2 separate regions of the Mus musculus genome follow, and region 1 is linked to region 2. Evidence: chromatin contacts called from public Hi-C data. All regions are on one chromosome and are shown on one strand. The core of a region is the stretch at or near the end of the contact, and the rest is flanking DNA. Distances in the headings are between cores, read along the strand shown.

Region 1 (3,242 bases), core at 23-2,522, about 14 Mb after region 2:
CAGGTTCTTTCCATCTTTCAGAAAGTTGAATGGACAGACAGCCCCCTCCCTTCAGTGCTAACATACTGTGCTGAGTCTATTTACACATTCCTGGGCGAAAAGCAGCTGACTATTATTGTTCATCCACGTTGTGCCTGGCCTTAATATGTAAACTCATCAAAGCTTCACAGGTTTTATAGATAAGCAAATAGGCTGTTAGCATGCAAGTTTCTTCCTCAAGACTGCACACAGAAATTGTAAATTTAGTCAGCTCTGACTAAAATCTGTCTTCTTCCTATCACAACATCCTTTTGTTGTTGTTTGGTTTTTGGGTTTTTTTTTTCCCCTAAAAGAAAGCGGTTAGCCTCCTTAATCCTGGGGTTCTACCCTTCACCACCCACCCAGTTCACCTCTTATCCCAGGTCCAAGCATATCTTTTATCTTCCAAGATAAGGACTGGCGTGTCTTTCTCTTCTGAAGCAATCCTGAATTTAGTTCTCTGTCTACTAACAGTCCACTGCATATTCCTGCCACTGCATCTTCTCGAAACTCATCATCTTTTGATCCAGTCTAACGCTACCATCTCTTAAATAATAATACGATTTGCATAGCTGTCCTTCTCCACAATCCAGTGAGAAGGGCAAAAAGTGTGTAGGGGAGGAGGGCGTCCCATTTCATGAGAAAGACACCTCTCCAAGGTCATTGAATGAAAACAAAAAATCGGGACCAAAAGCCCGGATTGGACTCTTGGTCCTTGGCTCATCCTACCACGCCTCACAGGCAGTCACGATGCTGCCACAACCCCCGCGCCTGAGATGTCACAGCGGTAGTCCGCCCGCCCACAGCTCACTGCCCTCCCACTCCCACCGGTACCAGACCTCCCAGCGTCCTGTCGACTTCCCGACTCCTCTCTTCACCAGAACCCTCTCCCACCGACCTCCCTACATCGCTGCCACCTCTATTCAGGAGCCCCTCTCTAGTCGCAAGTAGCCTTCTCAGACCCAGCAGCGTCCCGCCGCTTCGCCACCTCAGGCCCCTCCTCCTGTCAGTACGCAGGGTTACCTTCTCCAAGGATGCTGGTCTCTGCACAGCCAGGGAGCGGGCCAGTGAAAGTACTGTGTTGAAATAAAAGCCTCGAGAGGTGCTGGAGCCAGAGCTGGACCCCGAGCCGCCGCCGCCGCCGCCGCCGCCACCGCCGCCTCCTCCCCGGGCCCCAGCAGCCGCCATCACAGCGCACGCCCCGGCGCAGGCGGCTGGGTTCACAGCTCTGGGCTCGCCACCACCGGTCCTTACTGCGCAGGCGCAGAGGCGGCCGACTTCCCGGCCACCTGACCACCTGACTCCTCCCCTCTCCCCTCCCCCGCACTGGGTGGGGCCTGGTCCCCCTCTGCCGCTCCGCCGCCGGGTTGGCTCTGGAGGCGGGGCTCTAGCGCAGTGCTGGCGGAAGTAGTGCGCGCGGCGTCCACAGTGAATCCGCCCGCCGGCGCTGGGCTATCGACTCCTCGCTCAGCAACCCCTCCTGCTTCCTAGGTGCAGGCCGTCTCCCGCACCATGTCTGGCTATCCTAAAAGCTATAATCCTTTCGACGATGACGTGGAAGAGGAAGACACCCGGCCCGCGCCGTGGAAGGACGTCCGCGACCTGCCTGACGGCCCCGACGCGCCCATTGACAGGCAGCAGTACCTGAGACAGGAGGTGTTGCGCAGGGCCGAGGCTACCGCTGCCAGTACCAGCAGGTCCTTGTCTCTCATGTATGAATCGGAGAAGATCGGAGTCGCCTCTTCCGAGGTGAGCCTGGGGCAGAACTGAGCTAAACCGGCCAATCAATGCGTTATAAAAACGGGATGAAGAAATATTTTGTTTACGATCTTTTGGTATTTTTCTAATTGCCTACCGTAAGTTCATGGACATAGTGTAAAGAATTATGTATCAGGATCACCTGATGTTTACCTCTGGAAGCTTCCTTATCTATTATTCTGCGAGGTTAATTTCTCCCTCGCTGCCCTGCCCTCATGTCTAGTTAAAAAGTAAACTCCAAATAATGTTCTGTGTGAGAGTAAAAATGCCAAAGTGCGGCCTGTATTTGGGAAGTAGTGTCTGTTTCATTTACATATAACTTGTTAGGCAGAAGCCTCAAGCTGTTCCTCTCTAGTGGCCCAGTTAAAGTGTGAACTGTGTATGCTTCAAGTGCCAGGTGGTGCCTGAAGTACTGACGCAAAGGGAGCCTGTGTTCTTCTTCTCACATCCTTGACCACTTTTCACCTTTCTAATGGGAATATTTAAGTCCCCTCGCCTGGGCTCCTGCTCAGGAAACCAGATCCTGAATTGAGTCGACTCTTACCTTTGTAGACCGTGTGTTATTGTGACAGCTCTTTCCATCCATAGAAAATTTCAGCAACTAGGAACTTTGCTTTCCTTTAATTTACCTGTATTTGCATATGCACAGTTTAAGGGTGTCCCCTGAAGCCGGAAGAGGGCACCAGGGAATCCCTTGGAGCTGGAGTTGACAGATGGGTGCTGGGAACAGAAATGGTCTTCTGAAACTTCTTTAAGACCTTTTCTTTTTGAGGAGTTCGGCTTGGTGGACAGCCTACCAATGAAGCCCAGGCTGGTCTGGAACTTAGAATTCTTGGTCTCAATCTTTCTGATACTGGGATTTCAGGCATGTACCATCTTCTCCAGCATAAAATAAAGATTATTCCAAGACACCAGATTGCCCCTAAGTCTACTGGCAAAATAGTTGTTTTGGCAGAAGAAGAAATTACTGATATATCAGCCAAGAATAATCTTAAGTATTTTACAGTTTTGAAATGTAATAGTTGAAACAAAATACTGTCTTTCTTTACCAGTCTTCATCTCTGATCTTTGGCAAGTGTTCTCCTCTGGGACTTGGACAGATCTCTGTTGTTTTCTATTGCCACTGTTTGGTATTTTACCTTCTCCTACCTTCCCTGTTGTTGTCTCCCTGACGGCTAATGTATGTTCTGCCTCTAGGAAGTTGTGCTTCTGTGTACTGGATTCTTAATGTTCCACTCCAGATCAATTGGAGTCCTACAGGTCTTGGTGAACAGGTCACTTTGTATTGAGATAAGTGATAAGTTCTCACAATGTAGCCCATAGTAATCCAGATTGGCCTCGAACTCAAGATCCTCTTTCTTCAGCCTCCAGAGGGCTGAGGTCATAGACATTCACCAGATGCCAATGCAGGTAGGTCCTCTTGAAGAACAGAAAGCACTCTGACCTGCTGAGCCATCTCTCCAGCC
Region 2 (3,001 bases), core at 441-2,940:
TGAGGTACACCTTACTTTCCAAGATGTTTAAAGACTATGGCTTTTTATGTTTCTAAGATCGTGATGTTTTACACAGTTTGAGACACAAAAATGTATTGATGTGCCTTGGACCAGCCTCAGTCAGCCTCCCTCAATCCGCGGAAAAAAATTTCAGGGTTCCCGTTGCAGGCAGGCATGGAGTTGGGACGAAAAAGGTGACAAACAGACACAGACACAAGGGAGTGCTGTATCTGGATGTAATTTGTCAAATTGAGCACCAGTCTTATATTACAGACGAAAAACAAGAAGGCTAGGCGAATACATTTGCCAAGGTACATTGGTTCTTACACAAAACAAAGAAAATGCATACATAAAAAGATAATGGGAGCCAGGCCTTGTTTACAACTGAGAATAGAAACAATCCTTAATTAAGATCAGCCAAACACAGGAGCCAGGTGAATGCTCTGATGCAATGCTAGTCTATTGTTAAACCCACCTACAGTGGTCCTTTAGTAAATACCTGATTATGCTATTCCTCTGGGCCTAGTGAAAAACCTGCACCAGGGGAATTCCATTCTACTAACCCTTTCATGAGTAATACTCCAACCCACCTATTTCCTAGGCCATTGTGTATTCCTGTGTTTGGGTGAAACTCAGCTATTGTTCTAAGTAATTACTATGCAGACTGGCCCTGAGCTTTTCTAGCTCTGTTCTAGTAAATTGTAATGTCTGATTATTTTCACTGTCTCTACTAGAAGTGAATTTGAATGTTACTGAATAGGTAACATTCTTACTGAATTCCAAGCTCAGGGTCAGGACATTGGAACACTGACAAAGGCTTAGCTATATGTCAAAATCAATCCTTAAAGGCACTTATAATAAAACAATACTGAAAGAGAGCACACGAATCCATACACCAGACTAACGCTGGGACAGGGTTTGAGTATACGTGCTATTGGAATGCCAAGGCTCCAGGAGGCGAAGTTTCCGTGAAAGTCTTCACCTCATGACTGCTTCCAGGTTTCTAAACCTGTAATGCGAGTCACTACTGGAGTGGATGTAGCACTGATGTATTTCTTGGATATTAATATTTTTTTAAGGTTGGTTGAGCCTTTGACTACATACCATTTTAGTTATCTAAAAGCAAAGAATAAACTGTTGGTCAGCAAGCTTTTCTCTGGTTACACGAACTGAATTATCTCTGAATTACATCTGGATATAGAACTCCCACCCCCACCCAGCCCTGAAGGCCAATGTCACTTGTCCACTGCAATGATAGCTCACGACCACCCTTCTGTGGCTGTCAGCGCGAGCGCGGGGCGGTGCCTTTTGAGTCAGGGCTTCTAGCAATCACCAGCGCCAGCATCTATTAATACTAACCTCCAGTGGGGGAAGAGCAGGCCAGCGGCGGAGCCGTGCGTCTCAGGACTAGGGAGGCCTCGGAGCTCCTCTGACCCGCTTGATCGAGGAAAGGCGCCCTCTGACCCGCTTGATTGAGGAAAGGCGCGGAAACCCCGGCCCGCCGCCGCCGGTGTCCACGCATGCACGCAAGGGCAGCTGGGCGGCTCGCAGCTGTCTTGAGCTTCCGCCGCCAGTGCGGGAGGCTTCGGGAGCAGGTCCCGCCAGCGGCCAGAGGCTTGCCAGCTCCCAACATGGTGGCGGCGGCGTCAGGGAGGGCGGTGCCACATGGCGTAGCAGCCAATGATCTTCCGGGCTGCGCCGCCGGCAGCACAGGAGAGGCGGAAGTGCCGCGGGGCCGCCTTCCCTGTCCCGGCTGCGGCCCCTGCCGGTTACATAATCTGTCGCGGGGGACCGCGCAGTCCCACGTCCGGCTTCCCGGCTCCCCCAGGATGCGCTGAGCCTTGAGACACCGTCCGCTGCCGCCGGCTCCCGTCCGAGGTGAGGCAGCCGGGGGCCTCGGCGGGTGCAAATCGGGGCGGTGAGGAGGTCGCTGTCGCGACACCGAGGGCACTGCCCGCCCGTGGGAGGCCGGGTTTTCCGGAGAGCCCCTTACCCACCCCTGCGCGGGGCGCTTCTTAGCGCCCAGTTTGTTTCCGTGACGGCGGCGAGGGGCGCGGTGGGGCGTCGGGAATTGGCCTTTCTGGGGACCCTCAGCCAGTAATTGCAGGAATTGGGAGATGGAAAGGCGGCATCCTCTGGTTTTGGAGGTGAAGGGTCTGGTCGACTCTTCTAGCTCCAGCCTGCCTCCCTTAAGGGACTTGTTGAGCTGGGGGTAATTGTCGACTTTTTGCACGCGTGAAAGCCGAGGACCCTGCTTTAGGTCTGTCGCGTCTTTTCATTCCAGCAGTACTTTTGGTATTCCGGCACATGGAAGCTAAGCGGACCCTCCATAATCGCCTCTGACTTATTTCTTCTGAATTGGAGAAAACATTTGCCAAGGAGAAAAGGGGATCTATGACCAGTGCTGCTGTCTTGGGCTGGGGCTGTGGAGAGGGTACTCTGGGCCTTCTGAACCTCCAGCAAATGCCTGCCTTGCTGGTGTCAAAACCCAAGGCTTGGGGAGCCAGGCTGCAATAAACATAAACTTTGGCTCCTTTATTGATCTCTTAACTCTGCCAAGTCCCAGAGCCATGTGCTTTTGGGTCATTCTTGTCACCCTTTGGTCTTGAAAGAAGAGACTCACAGCCTAACTCTGTGGCTCCTGTGGTGTCTGGAGTGCTAATTAAGGAAGTTGCCAAAGAGCTTTTCCTTTTTCAAAGTACTAGAAACATAAAATCCCTGAATTAGTCTTGGCTTGTCTGCTGGCTTGTGTGACCCAGCAGGCAAAGTCATGTTACTCCCGAAATCATCTATGCAAAGACTTGAGTCCACAAAACCATGTGACATGGAGGAGAGTTTTAGAAGGCCTGTGACCTTGTTACCAGCCGAAATGTCAGGAAGAGGAAGGTCTGGGACAAAAACAGCATATAAGTACACACAGAGAGAGATGCACACACCAGTGAACTGCGAGTTAGTACAATGTGATTAAAAACTAGAGGATGCCGAAGGGCCATCGTGCCAA

What was found. A called contact is a pair of places that touch in the nucleus more often than the background predicts.
Region 1: a Hi-C map of uterus shows a contact between it and region 2, with 8 times the contacts expected there. The contact joins the promoter of Pi4ka here to the promoter of Naa60 in region 2. A contact is called at or near these places in 2 of 484 Hi-C or Micro-C datasets (CD4 T cells and uterus) and 1 of 9 other capture datasets (adipose tissue).

The regions. Positions count from the first base shown.
Region 1 is chr16:17,404,593-17,407,834 of GRCm38.p6, forward strand. Pi4ka (phosphatidylinositol 4-kinase alpha) reads right to left here and starts at 1,273. Exons shown (of 55, transcript NM_001373955.1): 1 at 1,042-1,273. The coding sequence starts at 1,206. It overlaps Snap29 (synaptosomal-associated protein 29), which reads left to right and starts at 1,408. Exons shown (of 5, transcript NM_023348.4): 1 at 1,408-1,767. The coding sequence starts at 1,531.
Region 2 is chr16:3,882,929-3,885,929 of GRCm38.p6, forward strand. It overlaps Naa60 (N(alpha)-acetyltransferase 60, NatF catalytic subunit), which reads left to right and starts at 1,691. Exons shown (of 7, transcript NM_029090.3): 1 at 1,691-1,878. It also overlaps a transcript of Zfp597 not described here.